Linked DNA regions of Mus musculus: regions 2, 3, 4 and 5 are each linked to region 1. Evidence: chromatin contacts called from public HiChIP or PLAC-seq, Micro-C and promoter capture Hi-C data. All regions are on one chromosome and are shown on one strand. The core of a region is the stretch at or near the end of the contact, and the rest is flanking DNA. Distances in the headings are between cores, read along the strand shown. Region 1 holds the start of Uvssa (UV stimulated scaffold protein A). Region 2 holds the start of Fgfr3 (fibroblast growth factor receptor 3). Region 3 holds the start of Slc5a1 (solute carrier family 5 (sodium/glucose cotransporter), member 1). Region 4 holds the start of Nsd2 (nuclear receptor binding SET domain protein 2). Region 5 has its middle 13 kb from the start of Gm40278.

Region 1 (3,016 bases), core at 105-2,604:
GAGATCACACAGCTGCTAAGCCTGGCAACTTCCGTTTGAGTAGTGGAACCCACATGGTGGAGAGAACCACCTCTCAGAAATTGTCCTGATCATACTAGGGAGGGTCCCACCTTCTAACCCCCCAATAAAAAAAAATGTAATAATATCTTAAAGACATTTCATTCTCTTTAAATTTTGGGGGTGGGATGGGTGGGGGCAATCTGTGCATGTAAAATGAGAAACTACAGTCCACGATCAATCTCACGAGTGTATGAGGACTGGGACCTGCCAAGAGGTGGTGGGAAGAGCTCAGATTCCAAACATCACAAGTTGAGTTGCCAGATCCTCACATATTGAACACAACACAAATGAACGGGGGAGGGGGGGGGAGGGGACGGACGTGTCGGGGGAGTCCAGTTGACTTTGTTCACTGACCCGGATTCAGGGAAGGGTAGGTAAGTGGGTGGGACAGTAGGCACACCATGCTTTTAACAGTCTAGTCCAGAAGCTCAAGACCGTCCTGCAGGACACACAAACTGGCTGAATGCCCGCTCTATGGGTGCAGACCCGAACCCCAAACCGGATACACAGGGAGACCGGTGTATGCTTCTCCTTTGCTAAGCGAAGCAGGAGCTGACAGCGGAAAGGCAGAGCGAGTTGTGAGCCGGCTAAGGCGGCAGTATCCGGGGTCTGTGCGTTCAAGAGTTGGGCTGAAGCAGCGTGAGGTTGGTAGAGGCCAGAGTCCTGAACACTGTGAAGCTGTAGGAAGGGAGCAAGCAGCTCTAGCCGAGAGCTGACATATCTTCTACAATCATCTACGTTGAGACTGAACTGACATTTTAAAACATCCAATCAGTGCAACCACCACTACCCCAGGGCAGCCTTGCAACGGTGCCTCCCACCATAGCCTGTCCTGGGGTGGACAACTGACCCGGTCAGGGAGGCGGGCCGACCCTTCCCAACCGGACTTGCGCCCAGATTCCCTTCTGAGCTTTCTTAGCAGATATACAGAGGCTGTACATAGGCCGCGAGCCTCCTGGTGGCCAGAGAACTGATCCCCAGATCAAAACTTCTTTCTGCACCTCAGTCTCATACTCCTGACCCAAAGCCACCGCCCCTTTAAGAACTTGCCGGGCCCTCCCGCCTCCTTTTTCTCGCGCTTAGTTCTTCTCGATCTGCCCCGCCCCCTGGAGGAGCGTTGCGTCACCGCGTTGCCGCGTCCTCGCGCCTGCGCTGTGGAGCCGCTCCAGGCAAATGACGGAGACGGGTGGCTGCCTCATCTGAAAGGGACTGGACCAGAGCGGGCGCGTCGCGGTGACTTCCGCTCCTGCGCCGCGGGTCTTCGCGAGTGTGTGCCCGCTGCTCTCTGGGGCCTGTAACAGAGAGAGCTCTGTCTACACCGGAAGGGGTGGGCGAAACAAGCTGCTGCATCCTGCGGGCCGTGTCACCGGGGCTGAGGGACGCTGGTACTACGTCTCCTGAGGCAGCGAGTGCGGCGGACTGAGGGTCGTGGCTGGTCAGATTCTCGGCCCGCAGGGTCGGATCAGTCGCCCCCGCAGTTGTCCAGAGACTGTCGCTTGCAGAGAGCGAGTTTCTTGTGCGGCCAGTTTGCTTAAAATTTAGTGACATTTCCCCTTAGCCCGCGGTAACGTCACCCACACAGCTGACCGAAGACTGCCGGAGTTAGTCTCATCTTTAAAACCTTAGCTAATTATCACCGAAGGGCTTGATGGCCTTCCGTGGGAATGTGGTGGCTAGCCTTCTTCGCCTGGGAGACAACCTACAGAGACACCCTAGGGCCTTTGCCGTAATCCCCAGTATTTGGAGTCCCCCATAAACTTAAAACTAAGACCGTGAAGTATTTATTGTATGTTAACTCAGCATCTCCGCGTCCCTTGTTTCTAGATATGGATCAGAAACTTTCACAGTTGATAGAGGAGCTCACAACTTCAGGAGAATCCCAACTCAATGCTCAGAAAATGAAGGAACTGAAGAAAATTTGCAAGTATGTATTGAGGCTAAATGTGCCAATGTCCCCTGAGCACCCACACCGTGGAGATTGTGGACCCTCTGCCCTCTTGTACACCTCTGCCACCTCCTGCATTCACTACCTAGGAAGGAATTATCTGATCACCAGGGCATGGTGGCATTTGCCTGTTGTGAGGTAGAGTTGGGAGTAGCATGAGTTCCCCGCAGCTTGGGCTACATAGTAAGGCCTTGTCTCAGGAACCACTAAAGGATTTCTGGGGCTGTAATCCTGGTGTACCTGGGTCCAGAATGTCGCGCAAACTCTGAACTTGGTGCCTCTGACGATTTCTGTAAGGTATAAAGCTATCACACTATGTCAGTAAAAGTAGATCCTCTTCTTTTCCGTTGGAGTAAAGAGTTCATGATTGGGTCAGTGGCTCTGGCCTCCCCACCCCCGCCCCACCCCCAGGGATGCTCAGGAGCCCCAAGCATGCTGTCCCCAAGCAAACTGTACCACTGAGCTACCTATTATTATCATCATCATCATCATTATTATTATTATTATTATTATTATTATTATTTCTCCTTCTCCTCCTCCTCTCCCTCCTCCTCCTCCTCCTCCTCCTCCTCCTCCTCCTCCTCCTTCTTCTTCTTCTTCTTCTCTCTCTCTCTCTCTCTCTCTCTCTCTCTCTCTCTCTGACAGATTCTCATGTAGCCCAGGTTAACCTCTTTACTATGTAGCTAAGGCTGGCTGTGAATTTCTGATCTTCCTGCTTCCACTTAAGTGTTCCTTTGGGGTCATAGGCATGTACCATCATAGAACCCAATATTTTTTTAAAAGATTCATTTATTTTTATACATAAGTACACTGTAGTTGTCTTCAGACACCAGAAGAGGACGTCAGATCTTATAACAGATGGTTGTGATCCGCCATGTGGTGGCAGAGATTTGAACTCAGAACCTCAGAAGAGTGGTCAGTGTTCTTACCCGCTGAGCCATCTCTCCAGCCCGGACCCAATCTTTAAAGTAGTCGTTCTCATCCTTATTAATCCCTCGGAAGGAAGCACTG
Region 2 (2,880 bases), core at 74-2,573, 340 kb after region 1:
ATCCTCCAGACGAAGGGCGTGGAAATAGGGGTCAGAGCTCACATTCTGGTTCATTTACTGATAACTAATCTGCCAATAGATTAGGGGAGAATGTCTGCTATGACCCCCTGGGGTGGCATCCTGGGAGAGGACCTGTGGGCAGCTGCCTGGGGGTGCCATGGGAACCCAGGACTGGATTCTAGCCAGTCTGCAGGGAGGGGTCCTTGGCCAGAGCAGGAGTAACAGTAGGCAGAGCTGCCCAGCTCTAGGGTGGACACACAGGGATGAGAGCATGAGGGTTCTGGGGCCAGGGCTTTCCCTGCTCAGCTATCTGGGAAAGATAAGGGTGATGAGTAAGCCAGTGAAAGGTGTTCGTAACCCACGAGCCATTCCCCCCCCCACCCCCCCCATGAGCAGTTTTAAGTTCTTCAAGCCACATACAGCCAGACTGGGCAGAAGCACTGAGCCAGGTCCCCATGTATCTGGCTCCCATAGGCTTCATCAGACCTTGTGGAACTTGTCTGAAAGTGAGACAAGGTTCCCTGCCTTGTGAGGGTAGAGAGGCCATCAGTCACAGGGTGGTTGCTGTTACAGAAGTTCTGCCAGGCAGGACCTACAGCTTGCCAGCATGATGGGGTGACCAGGCTGATCCTCCAGGGACCAGCTGTCATTGTGACACTCCCCAGATGGAATGTGTCCCACATGATGGGCGTGCTGTGCTAGGACATCCATAGGTTGGAGTTCAGGCAGCCTTAGGGTAGGGCAGGCTCCCCTGCTTTGTATCCCCAGCTCTTCTCGCTATTCCGAGAGGCTGGGTAAGTTTCTTCCAAAACCTGTGTGTTCTTGGGGAAGTGTGGACATCGTTCCTGAGCAGGATGCAGGCAGCTGGTTAGTTTGATAAATACAGCAGCGTGTCCGTCTTTTCTAGGGTGCAATCCCTGGGTCTTTCATCATGTAAACTCTGCTCCATCCTTCACTGGAAGACCTGTTCACACGTATTTGTATTTGTCTTCCTGGAACTGTCAGGCTTTGTACCTGAGGATTTAGTGCTCTTTGCACAGGGTTCATTCAGCTCAGGGGGCCAGTTCACTGTGAAGACGCCCTAACACCTAGACCCCCACCGAAGTCAACCTTCTGAGCCCTTGAGCACAGCTTTATTGGAGGGAGAAGCGTGCTGGTAGACAGTCCTGAGCTCGGCATTGCTTCAAGGGGTCGAGCGTGCGACCCTTGCCTCGCCTGCTCCGCCCCAGCTGGGCTCCCACGCCCTCTGGGACCGCCCGGCGCCCCCGCCTGACCACGCCTCTTCGGATCTCCCGCCCCCTGGCCGCCGGGGAAGGGGAGTGTTCGGGGCGTGGCGGGAGCACCCCCCAACCCCCGCCCGGGCTGCTGCGCGCCGGGCAGCCCCAGTTCAGTGCACTGTGGCAGCGGGGGTGGCGGGAGCAGCTGGCGCCGTGCGATCCACTCCGGCGGGGGGACTCAGTGGTGGGCGGCCGGCCACTGGGACAGAGGAGACCCTGGAAAAGCGGGCCGAGAGACGGAGCCGCGCGTGGTGAGTTGGGCTCTAGCGGCCGCCAGGTTAGTGTGAAGGACTCGGCTGGCACTCGGAGGTTCCGGGCGGGCTCAGAAGCAGTCAGGGGGTGAGATATGCGGGAAGTGGAGCGGTTCGTAAGTGCGGCGAGGCCGGGGCAAGGCGCGGGCTTCCCGCTCTGGAAAGTTTGCGGCTACTGCCTCCGTCCTGGGAGGGCTCTGCGGCAACCAGGGAGGGAAGGAGGAGGGAGGAACCGCGGCTGGGAGGAGGCGGCCGGCGCCAGGCAGCCCGGGAGAGAGCTAGGAGTCGGCGGGCGGGGCGGCCGGGGGTCGGGGTTCAGGAGCGAGGCCGCGCTTCCCCGCTGCCCTCCGGAGTAACTCAGTGCTCTCCTCCTGTAGTCTCCACAGAGGCGTTCTCCCACCGGCGCCGGAGCCGGGCGTGGGGGGTTGCAGCATGCCCGCGCGCGCTGCTTGAGGACGCCGCGGCCCCCGCTCTGGAGCCATGGTAGTCCCGGCCTGCGTGCTAGTGTTCTGCGTGGCGGTCGTGGCTGGAGCTACTTCCGAGCCTCCTGGTCCAGAGCAGCGAGTTGTGCGGAGAGCGGCAGGTAAGGACTGACCCAAGGTGTTCTTCTGGGGGCCGGCCCTGAATCACAGGGGCTTTGGCAATGGTGAACAGCCCTTGGGTGAGGAAGGGGCGTCGGGTTGATTAGCACCACAGGGGCTAGTGCGCCGAGGTTTGTCCCCTGCCCCGCAGATCGCTGTCAGCTCGGACGCGGCAGTTTATAGGGGTGTCTGTAGGCTGGGAGCCACCACCCAAGTGCGAGGCGTCACGTGGACCGGTGCCCGTGACGGTGGTCCCAGGCAGAGGGGCGTTGGGAAGGCGCGCGAGCTGACTTCCCACGATTCCTATTGTTGCTTCTCGAATTTGAGAGGAGGAAAAATGCCTGTTATTGATTCAGCCGTTCTCCCGGAACAGTTCTTCCTCTGCTTCAGCTAAAGGAAGGCTGGACGTTGCGGGGTGGATAGTAGTATCCCAGCCAAAGCTCAGCTTCAGGGTTTCGCATGACAAGGTGACAGCTTCAGTGCGGCTGCTCCCCTCTTATCCTGTAGGCGGCCTGAGGGGTCGGTTCCCAGGGGCGCGCACAGACTGCCCTTCAGGCCGCACGCTGGGAGATGAGGGGCGGTTGTCCCAGGATCTTGGCGCCGCCTAGGTAGTCCCGCTGGCCACCAAAGTCCGATGGGACACTTGAATGCCCTCAAACGGGGCCCGGAGGCCAAGGATGCGAAAGGGAGCCACGGTCCGCTCTGCGTCCCTTGGTTGCCCGGAGGTGCGACGCGCGCGGCCCCCGGCTGTGCCCGGTGGCAGCGTGGCAA
Region 3 (3,187 bases), core at 661-3,160, 270 kb before region 1:
CAGCGTGGTCAGAGGCCACTTCTCTTGTTAGAGGAGAAGCCGGAATCCTATGTGCCCGATTACTACCCAGTGCTGTGCTCAAGGGAGTTGAGGGGCTAGAGGGGGTGGTGCGTGAGTGTGTGGTGTGGCTGGTGGCATCCAGGGAGGACCCTGATTCTTTACAACAATGGTTACTGTTCCCTTTCCTGGTTTTAGAAATGACCGTCCAGCGGTTGAAAAAAAATCTCATTCCTGGGAGGCACAGCAGGGGATAATATTGAGGCTAAAAGTGAGGATGGCAGGCTTTTGATATGCAAGTGTCGGGGACTTGTCTACAGTGAATAGAGAAGAGACTGAGAGCCAGGCCCTTAGGAGCCCAGCTAGACTCAGAATTGATTCTAGGGTCTTTAAAAAAGAGGACAGCTAGGGATGGTCTGCCAATTTGACTGAAAAGGAAATGGGCAGGGACAGAGCAGTGACCGGCCTGAGGCCCTGAGGCTCTGAGGCCTAGGCTCTTTGGAACCCAGGCTCCTGACTTCCAGCTGTGAATTTTTGCATTTTTTCTGCTACCTCCTCCCCCATGCCTTGGAGCCTGAGGCAGTGTTGGAGGAAAAGCTCAAGGGGAGGAAGGTAGGCTAGGGGTGTTGCAGGCGCTCCGTGCTTCTTCTCTAAAGCTAGTCTGGGACTGGGTTTCTTCAAGTCCTGAAGGGCGGACGCTCTGCACGGGCCGAGGCTGCAGGGCCAGCGCTGCTGTTGGCTCACTGTGTGACTGTGGGTCAGTCATGCTTTCTCTGTTAGTCATTTTTGTTCTGAGCCTGGGCTTCTGGTTCAGGTACCTGTCTGAATGCCCAGGGTGTGATGAGCTCCTTGGCAGAGAGTCTTTGGCATCTTCTCGGCTGTGTGCTCCACTTCACTTTTTTGATTCAGGGTCTTACTATATATACATAGCCCAGTCTCCGGTCAGGATCGCCTTGTCTCTTCTGTCTCCTGAGCACTGGGATCACAGGGGTGTGCTACTGCAACTAGATACCTCTCACACTTTAAACTGGTTTCGGAGCACATTACAAGTTGTCTCTTGCTCTTTGAGGGGGCTTGGTTCCAGGATCCGGTTAATATTGAAATTCAAGTCTTTTACATACAATGGCATAATTATATATATATATACACACATACAACCCACATGTCTTCTCATGTGCTTTAAATCATTTCTAGGTTACTTGTAACACCACGGCATGCAAGCTATGAAACATCACCATACTGTATTGTTTAGAGAATCACAAGGGAAATAGTCGGTACCAGTTCAGTACAAAACTCTTTCCATCCACGGTTGGTTGAATCATTTCAGTGAAGACACAGGACAAAGGAATGGCAGTAGTGGGACCCCTTCTCCCAGGCTGCAGGTGGTTGTTGTTCTTTCTGTGCTCCCTCAGTGGGTAGCTCCCGCAGTGGGTAGCTCCCGCAATTGCTCTTACGGGGGGAACTGCACTGTTTCTAGGGTCTAATGCTGTAGAGGTTCGGGAATGGGTGTCTGTGATGCTGGTGGTCAAGAGATTTGTACTGACTTTCTCCCAGCACCGTCCAGCAGTCTCATCCTCCTGACCATTTCTCCAGGAGACCAAGAACTTGGCTGAGTTCTCTGAGAAGTCCTGCACTCCTCTTTCACAGAGACGGCAGTCCACAAAGATGCCAGGTCTGCTTCAAAAGCACCTGCCGCAGATGGGCCCCAGCCTATAGATGCTTGGCTCCAGGTGCCTCTGGTCCCTCTGTGTAGCAACTCCTTTTCTGCCTCACGTGGGACTCCGTGGCAGACCAGGCGTGGCAACTGTTCGAGGTGCCCACTGCAGGAACACAGAGGACTTTTGTGCCAGGCAGTCACCACCCCTTAGCAGGCCCCTCCCTGCTCACAGAACAGACTTTACCTGCCGGCCAGGCGCCCAGGCGCCCGCAGACTCTCTTGAGCTTTGCTCGGTCTTCTTAAGGCACTGCACACCTAGGAGCTGCTTCCCGACGGTGCGGTGCAGCGCAGCAGCACAGGGGCCCAGCGTTCCTGCCGCGCAGCCCCACTGTCGCGGGTCCCCTCCCTCGGGGCTGATCATTAACTCAAAAGCAGTATAAGGAGTGAGTGGCCCCGGTGAGCCTGTGAGCCGAGAGGGACTCGTCGCCACCGCCATGGACAGTAGCACCTTGAGCCCCGCGGTTACTGCCACCGATGCACCCATCCCGTCCTACGAGCGCATTCGCAATGCGGCTGACATCTCAGTCATCGTCATCTACTTCGTGGTGGTGATGGCTGTCGGGCTGTGGGTATGTGCGGGTCCTGGGCACGGGCTAGAGAGGCCAGGGCGACTGTGTGGCATGAGAGGACACACAAAAATGCCATGGTTTCCCTGAGCCACAAAGGGGCAGGATGGGCTTACAGTGGAGATATCCCGGGAACGCTGGGGAAGAGTTCAGGACACAGGAGGCCTGTAGGTAGGAAGGTAGAGGATGCCGAAGGGAGCCTGTCAGAAAGGCCCTGGAAGATCCTGGGCTGAGGGGGGAAGTAGAGGGTCACAGAGACTAGAATAGAATGTGAGGGACAGGAAAGGCAACTTGGAGCAGCATTGTCTGACCTCTTAATTATCCACTTTCCAATGGGAAAGCAACAGCTGAGAGCCAGGAAGTCATCACCTCTGCAGACTGCAGGTGCTTGGGGCAGCCTATGGCTGACCAATGCCCCCTTCTGGGGAAGGGTAATCCAGAGGTCTTGCATGGTGGAATTAAAGAGGCCATCTGGGGTTAGAGATGAGGAAGGAGCAGGTGAACGGAGAGTGAACTGGTCTCAGGAAGAGGGAAGTATATATATCTCTCCTCTTGGGACTCTGGGACACACCAAACCAGAGAAACTTGTTCTTCAAAGCCTGGAACTTGGAAAGTTCATTTATGATGCTGGCACACCTAACAGCTGGGCAAAGTGTGCAAGCATTTTAGTTACCTCTAAAGGTTGAAGTGTGGAAGAAGCTGGAGTTAGGAAAGGATGGCAGGCATTAACCCTTTCACTAACAGAGCTCCATCAGGGAGTAAAAGGAAACATGGATTTTTTTCTTTTATTTTCAAAAAGAATTGTATAAATCACACATAACAGAAAGGCTCCCCAAGTGTCACTTGCATGGGACCTGTGGGGTGGACGCTTCATCAGTATACCTGGCTTCCTTAACAGTAGCAAGTG
Region 4 (2,842 bases), core at 72-2,571, 460 kb after region 1:
GGTTAATGGTGAGCATTGTTTGTCTAGAGTACCGGAGTTTGTTTGAGTTCCAGGGGATATGACACCTTCTGACCTCTGCAAATACACAACACACACACAGACATATACATGAGTAATATAATAAAATATTATAAAAAAATGAGAATATCTGTAGACCAGGCTGGCCTTGAACTCAGAGAGATCATCCTGCCTCTGACTCCTAAATGCTGAGACTAAAGGCATGCACCGCCACAGCTGGCTTCTGGTGTGCCATTAAGACAGTCTCTTAAGGGGTTGGAGAGATTGCTCAGTGGTTAAGGACTTGCTCCTCTTGCAGAGTACCTTGGTTGCGATTTAACATTCACAACGATCGTTAATTTCAATTCTGTGAGATCCAGTGCCCTTTTCTGATCTTCATGGGTGCTGGACACTCCTACATGCGCACGCGTGCGCGCGCACACCCCCCCCCACACACACACAGGTGCACATAAATCATATATTTAAAAAAGACTACCCATTGACATTTTTACTTTTAGACAGCATTTCTTAGTTATAGATTTCCTACTCCCTTTCATTTCCCCTAATACTTGGGATCGAACCAGGGCTGGTGTATATATGCCATCAGCCTACTACTGAACACATCCCTAACTCACTGTACTTTTTTTCTTTGAGTTAGACTGTCACTAAGTTATCTGGGAGTGTTTTGAATTTACTCTGGCCCAGAAAGGCCCCAGACAGGTGACTTCCTACCTTAATTTGGTATGGCAACATATAGACTTTTTAATAATAACTGCTTCTCTGTCATAATTTTTAATTATTTTAATTTTTAAAAATGTGTATGGGTATTTTGCCTGTGTATTTATACACCACAAGTGTGCCTAGTGTCTGTGGAGGCCAGATGGGGGAGTGTTAGACTCTTACAACTTGAGTTGCAGGTGGTTGTGAGCCACCGTTTAGTTGCAGGGAACTGAAACTGGGTCCTCTGCAAAACACGGTAAGTGTTCTTAGCACTGAGCCGCCACTTTAGCCCACAGGTTAAACTCTTAAGTCAGGCATCCTGCCATGTTGGTTGGTGGTGATATACCTGTCCCGACTACTTTCCCTTTTACAAATGATTCCTTGTCTTTTCAGCTGTATTATTTTGTGATATTAAAATTACTTTGTACAGACTAAATTATTGTATAAAACATTGTAAATTGTCTCAAAAGACAACACTGAATAAAACTCAACATCTTCAGAACTAGAGATACTGACATACCTATACTAGGTATAAAATGTAATATGTTGCCTTTTTTCTTCCTTTTATTTATTTTTTATTTTTATTTATTTTTTAATGCTGTAGTGTTCTAAGAACCAAAGGATCTAGGCTGGATGGAATTTAGCATCAGAAAAAGTCCTCTTTCTGTTCAGAAAGTTGTAAAGTGCATGAAGATGAAGCAGACACCAGAAATCCTTGGCAGTGCAAATGGAAAGACTCAGAACTGTGAAGTGAATCATGAATGTTCTGTATTCCTCAGCAAAGCTCAACTTTCTAACAGCCTACAGGAGGGGGTCATGCAGAAATTTAATGGCCATGATGCGCTCCCCTTTCTTCCAGCAGAGAAGTTGAAAGATCTTACTTCTTGTGTTTTTAATGGAGAACCTGGTGCTCATGATACTAAATTGTGTTTTGAGGCCCAGGAAGTAAAAGGAATTGGGACACCACCCAATACTACACCTATCAAAAATGGCTCTCCAGAAATTAAACTGAAAATCACCAAAACATACATGAATGGGAAACCTCTCTTTGAATCTTCAATTTGTGGTGACGGTGCTGCTGATGTGTCTCAGTCAGAAGAAAACGAACAAAAATCTGATAATAAGACTAGGAGGAACAGGAAGAGGAGCATAAAATATGACTCTTTACTGGAGCAGGGCCTTGTGGAAGCAGCTTTAGTGTCCAAGATCTCAAGTCCTGCAGATAAAAAGGTATTTGTGAAGGATTCTGTTGGATTATATGACAATTAATGGTGTGCATGAGACCTATGTAGAATACATAAATGTTTGACAGTAGGTGGAAGGGATGGGAAACAACCCTGATGGTGGCAGTTGCCGTCTTGCCTTGGTCCTGTGCAGGTGATACTGATTAAGGCTTGGCTCCTGGTTGGTTGTTGGGCTTCCAAATATCTGGACATTAAGTACCACAGCCACAAGTTGTGCCACTTGAGAAGGCTAGTGAGGTTAACCATTCAGGATTAAAGTGGCTAAGAAGGCTTTGATCCCAGCACTCAAGAGACAGAGGTAGGCAGACCTCTGAGTACAAAGCCAGTCAGGGTTGCCAATAAGACTGTCTAAAAACAACAAGAATAATAATTTCTGAATGTAGGTCTGTCAGTTTTCATGACCTTATTAGGTCTACTGTTTTTATGGGTTCCATCTCTCAGGTATTTTTAGGCTAACTGCTCAGTGGAGATATATTAATTTCACAACTACAATATTAAAGTAAACTAATATTACTAACTAAGTCTGTGCCATCTAGTGAATAATGGAACAGAGCTATGCTATGGAGAAGCACTGCTGTCATGCTTTCTACATGTGCCACTGTCTACTCAGTGGTCTTTTTAGCCTCCTGGACAGTCAGACTATGTCACACACCTTCCTGTTTTGGGGTTTTAGTGTAAGCCTAGCGCTTTGTATATAAGCAGGCATGTGCTGATTCATTCATCAAAGGCTGAGAAAGAAAAGCCCTCACTTTAGGTTATCATTCTGTTAGATAGTTTATGTCATCAGTGTCATAAAAGTGACATGCAGGATGATCCTTACATTTTAGTGAGTATAGATCATGTAAAACAGCTAAGTGACCTTGCTCTTGCTGGAAGGAAAT
Region 5 (2,843 bases), core at 200-2,699, 330 kb before region 1:
TTTTGTAGATTAAGTTATGTGTGAAACAAACTAGGAAAATACACTGAGGAAGGATTATGTTTATAGAGAACTTCCTTATTGTGTCACATTTTTTATGTAAACATACTTTAATGAGTACATAAATAATATTTAAGAAACCAGTGATATGTGTTTGTCACCAGTGACAAAAATAAAATCATTTTGTGCTATTGGTATGTCCTTTTTATATACTATATACTTCTGTGGGTTCAGTTCTGTGTTTGAAGGCAGTCTAAATATGAAGGAATTTACTGTGTATGAAAATGTTAAGATGGCTATAGTATGCATTATATAACTACATCTTAACCCTTGAGTATGGGTGGAATTATTTTTTCCTGATAGTGAGAGGAGATAATTAGCATTGATTTGGCTTTAAAACTAAATTGATAATTCAAATAAATGTAATATATGTTTTTTTCTGTAAAAATACACATAAAACAATGCAGTATTTGCACATGTATATGCTCAGTATACTACATGCTACATATCTATCCTTACTCTTAGGGAATTTAAGACTTCAAATGGGAAAGAATAGCACCAAGAAACTATCAAGTAGTAATGTATTTTCCTAAAGTATTAATATTAGTGTTTATAACAGGGACTACTTAGAAACGTTAACCAGAGGGCAACATTCCTAAGGAGACTATTCCCCCACTCCGGGGTGTGTGTGTGTGTGTGTGTGTGTGTGTGTGTGTATAGAGCCAGGAAAGGAAAGGATGTGGGATGATGGAGAAATTTTAGTTTTTTCTTGTAGGAACCTCTCTGCGTTGTCCAGTATGATCTTAAACTCTTGGGCTTAAGTAGTAATGCTCCTGCCTCAGCCTCTCAATGGCAGGGAGTGCAGGTGCATACCGCTGTAACCAGATAAAAGAAATACTATTTTTTTTTAAATCAGGGGTTTCTCCATGTAGCCCTGGCTGGCCTGGAACTCACAGAGATCCCCCTGCCTTTGCCTCCTGAGCACTGGGATTAAAGGTATGTATCACCATGCCTAGCCTAAAGGAGGCACCATTAAGAGGGCATTTTGGTGGTAGTGAGCTGCTCGAATTCTGGGAGATAACCAAGCACACAGTGATGTAGATGGGCGTAGGCGTTTCTTGGGACTCTAAGGAGGTTGGGGAGGGGCAGCTGGGTCACTGGGGAACAGTCTGCAAAAGTTTCACTTTTTCTCTTATGTTCCCAGAGAACGTCATTGCTCTCTCCTAGTGGGAATTTCCTTCCTTCTGAAGGACACGGAACTCTGCGAGTACTGTGGTGTCCCAAGTGCTGCCAGGGCCGGTGCCTCCTGCAGGTGGCCCGGCACCTTATCTCCCCTACCCCCAGCTCCTTCCTGCCTTTCCTGGCTTTCCTCCCACAGCAGGAATAACCCAAGGCCAAACATTAACAGTGGGACCATAAAGCCACGTGAAGCTCAGATGGCTTCCAGTGGCCTGGACTCTCTGTGCCCTGTTATCGGGAAACACCGCCTCGCCACCCTGTGGGTGGAGGAGGAGGAGTGGCCGTGGCCACCCAGCACTTCAGCTTCCAGACTGCCACCCTGAGACTGGGCAGAGGATGCCACTGTCGCCTGACATCCAGGGTTTGGAATACCCATAGCAATGCCATTGTGTATTGAAGAAGACATCCTGATGTGTGTGAGTGGGTACAGATACCTGCATTGTGTTAAAAAACATGCCAGCCTTTCAAGTACCCTGGCACATGCACATCTATTGTCTCTCTTTTGTTCTTAGAGCCTTGTACTGAACCTACAGTAGCAGCATATCGTTGCTGAACTGATGTTCAACAACTGAATATCGAATAAGAAACATTTATGCTCACGCACACAGTCATCTTCACACATGCACATTTTTAGAGTGTGGATACCTACAGGTATAAATGCCTCATGTGTATCATTTCTATATCACACCCACGTGAAGTTAAAACACAATAGTAGACACACATCTGTCTGTCTATGCTCATGGCCATGTGTGTATAAATAAGCATATAAACACACAGATTCCTGAATGGTGGTGTCTGTGATGAGAGAACATGGTTCCATGTGTGATGCACAGTTTGACAACTTCCCGCAAAGACCACCTTTCACTTGTGTCCTGGGATGTTTGCATACACTTTCAGTTACGACTGATTGTTTCCTCCACAATGTTCTATGTATTTATTCTATGTATGTGAGTACACTGTCTCTGTCTTCAGACATTCTAGAAGGAATCGGATCCCATTACAGATGGTTATGAGCCACCATGTGGATGCTGGGACTTGAACTCAGGACCTTGGGAAGAACAGTCAGTGCTCTTAACCACTGAGCCATCTCTCCAGTCCTTCTCTTGCCTTGCCTTTTCCTTCTTCCTTCCTTTCTCTCTCTCTTTCTCTCTCTCTTTCTTTCTCTCTCTCTCTCTCTTTTTCTTTCTTTCTTTCTTTCTTTCTTTCTTTCTTTCTTTCTTTCTTTCTTTCTTTCTTTCTTCCTTCCTTCCCCCTCTCTCTCCCTCTCTCTCCCTCCCTCCCTCTCTCTCTCCCAAAGACTTATTTTATGTGTATGAGTGTTTTACCTGAATGTATGCATGCATACCATGTGCATGCCTGGTGCCAGAGGATGTCAGAAGGGAACATCAGATTCCCTGGAACCGGAGTTACAAATGGTTGTGAGCTGTCAGGCGGGTGCTGGGAATTGAACCCAGGTCCTCCAGAAGAGCAGCCAGTGCTGTTAACTGTTGTCCTCGTAAAACAGTGGAAACTTGACAGACACAGTGACAGCAAGGACCAATGAAAGGCAAGCCAAGGAAGGAGGCTGAGGGAGAAACCAACCTTCATCTTGGACCCGCAGCTTCTAG

What was found. Promoter capture Hi-C pulls out the DNA fragments that hold promoters and counts their contacts. A called contact is a pair of places that touch in the nucleus more often than the background predicts. HiChIP or PLAC-seq counts read pairs in DNA pulled down with a chosen protein or histone mark.
Region 2: an HNF4G HiChIP or PLAC-seq map of pancreatic cancer cells shows a contact between it and region 1. The contact joins the promoter of Fgfr3 here to the promoter of Uvssa in region 1. A contact is called at or near these places in 2 of 39 promoter capture datasets (embryonic stem cells and stem cell-derived epiblast-like cells), 1 of 484 Hi-C or Micro-C datasets (LSK cells), 2 of 115 datasets of contacts at active chromatin or transcription factors (memory CD8 T cells and pancreatic cancer cells) and 1 of 9 other capture datasets (embryonic stem cells).
Region 3: a Micro-C map of embryonic stem cells shows a contact between it and region 1, with 2.8 times the contacts expected there. The contact joins the promoter of Slc5a1 here to the promoter of Uvssa in region 1. A contact is called at or near these places in 3 of 39 promoter capture datasets (embryonic stem cells, liver and stem cell-derived epiblast-like cells), 1 of 484 Hi-C or Micro-C datasets (embryonic stem cells) and 2 of 9 other capture datasets (adipose tissue and pancreatic islet).
Region 4: a contact with region 1 is called in an H3K27ac HiChIP or PLAC-seq map of double positive thymocytes, with 2.2 times the contacts expected there. The contact joins the promoter of Nsd2 here to the promoter of Uvssa in region 1. A contact is called at or near these places in 5 of 39 promoter capture datasets (embryonic stem cells, hippocampal neurons, liver and 1 more) and 3 of 115 datasets of contacts at active chromatin or transcription factors (the 230-238 cell line and double positive thymocytes).
Region 5: a contact with region 1 is called in a promoter capture Hi-C map of liver, with 2.6 times the contacts expected there. The contact joins the enhancer-like site here to the promoter of Uvssa in region 1. A contact is called at or near these places in 7 of 39 promoter capture datasets (the 3T3-L1 cell line, embryonic stem cells, hippocampal neurons and 3 more), 1 of 15 datasets of contacts at CTCF or cohesin (the NIH/3T3 cell line), 7 of 484 Hi-C or Micro-C datasets (the G1E-ER4 cell line, cerebral cortex and embryonic stem cells) and 3 of 115 datasets of contacts at active chromatin or transcription factors (the NIH/3T3 cell line, large pre-B cells and pancreatic cancer cells).

Annotation. Positions count from the first base shown.
Region 1 is chr5:33,377,342-33,380,357 of GRCm38.p6, forward strand. It overlaps Uvssa (UV stimulated scaffold protein A), which reads left to right and starts at 1,355. Exons shown (of 14, transcript NM_001081101.2): 1 at 1,355-1,661; 2 at 1,885-1,984. The coding sequence starts at 1,887.
Region 2 is chr5:33,720,401-33,723,280 of GRCm38.p6, forward strand. It overlaps Fgfr3 (fibroblast growth factor receptor 3), which reads left to right and starts at 1,324. Exons shown (of 18, transcript NM_008010.5): 1 at 1,324-1,528; 2 at 1,906-2,111. The coding sequence starts at 2,009. RefSeq lists promoters at 1,169-2,009, 1,169-1,373 and enhancers at 1,529-1,905, 1,736-1,794.
Region 3 is chr5:33,102,309-33,105,495 of GRCm38.p6, forward strand. It overlaps Slc5a1 (solute carrier family 5 (sodium/glucose cotransporter), member 1), which reads left to right and starts at 1,911. Exons shown (of 15, transcript NM_019810.4): 1 at 1,911-2,283. The coding sequence starts at 2,149.
Region 4 is chr5:33,841,791-33,844,632 of GRCm38.p6, forward strand. Nsd2 (nuclear receptor binding SET domain protein 2) reads left to right here and starts at 1,322. Exons shown (of 21, transcript NM_175231.2): 1 at 1,322-1,947. The coding sequence starts at 1,351.
Region 5 is chr5:33,051,957-33,054,799 of GRCm38.p6, forward strand. No RefSeq gene overlaps it. Among named protein-coding and RNA genes, the nearest start is that of Gm40278, 13 kb to the left of the region's middle. Within about 2 kb of position 1,450, at least 12 of the 459 cell types and tissues checked have an H3K27ac peak or open chromatin away from gene starts, as enhancers often do. A contact at or near this core is called in liver, where this site is marked.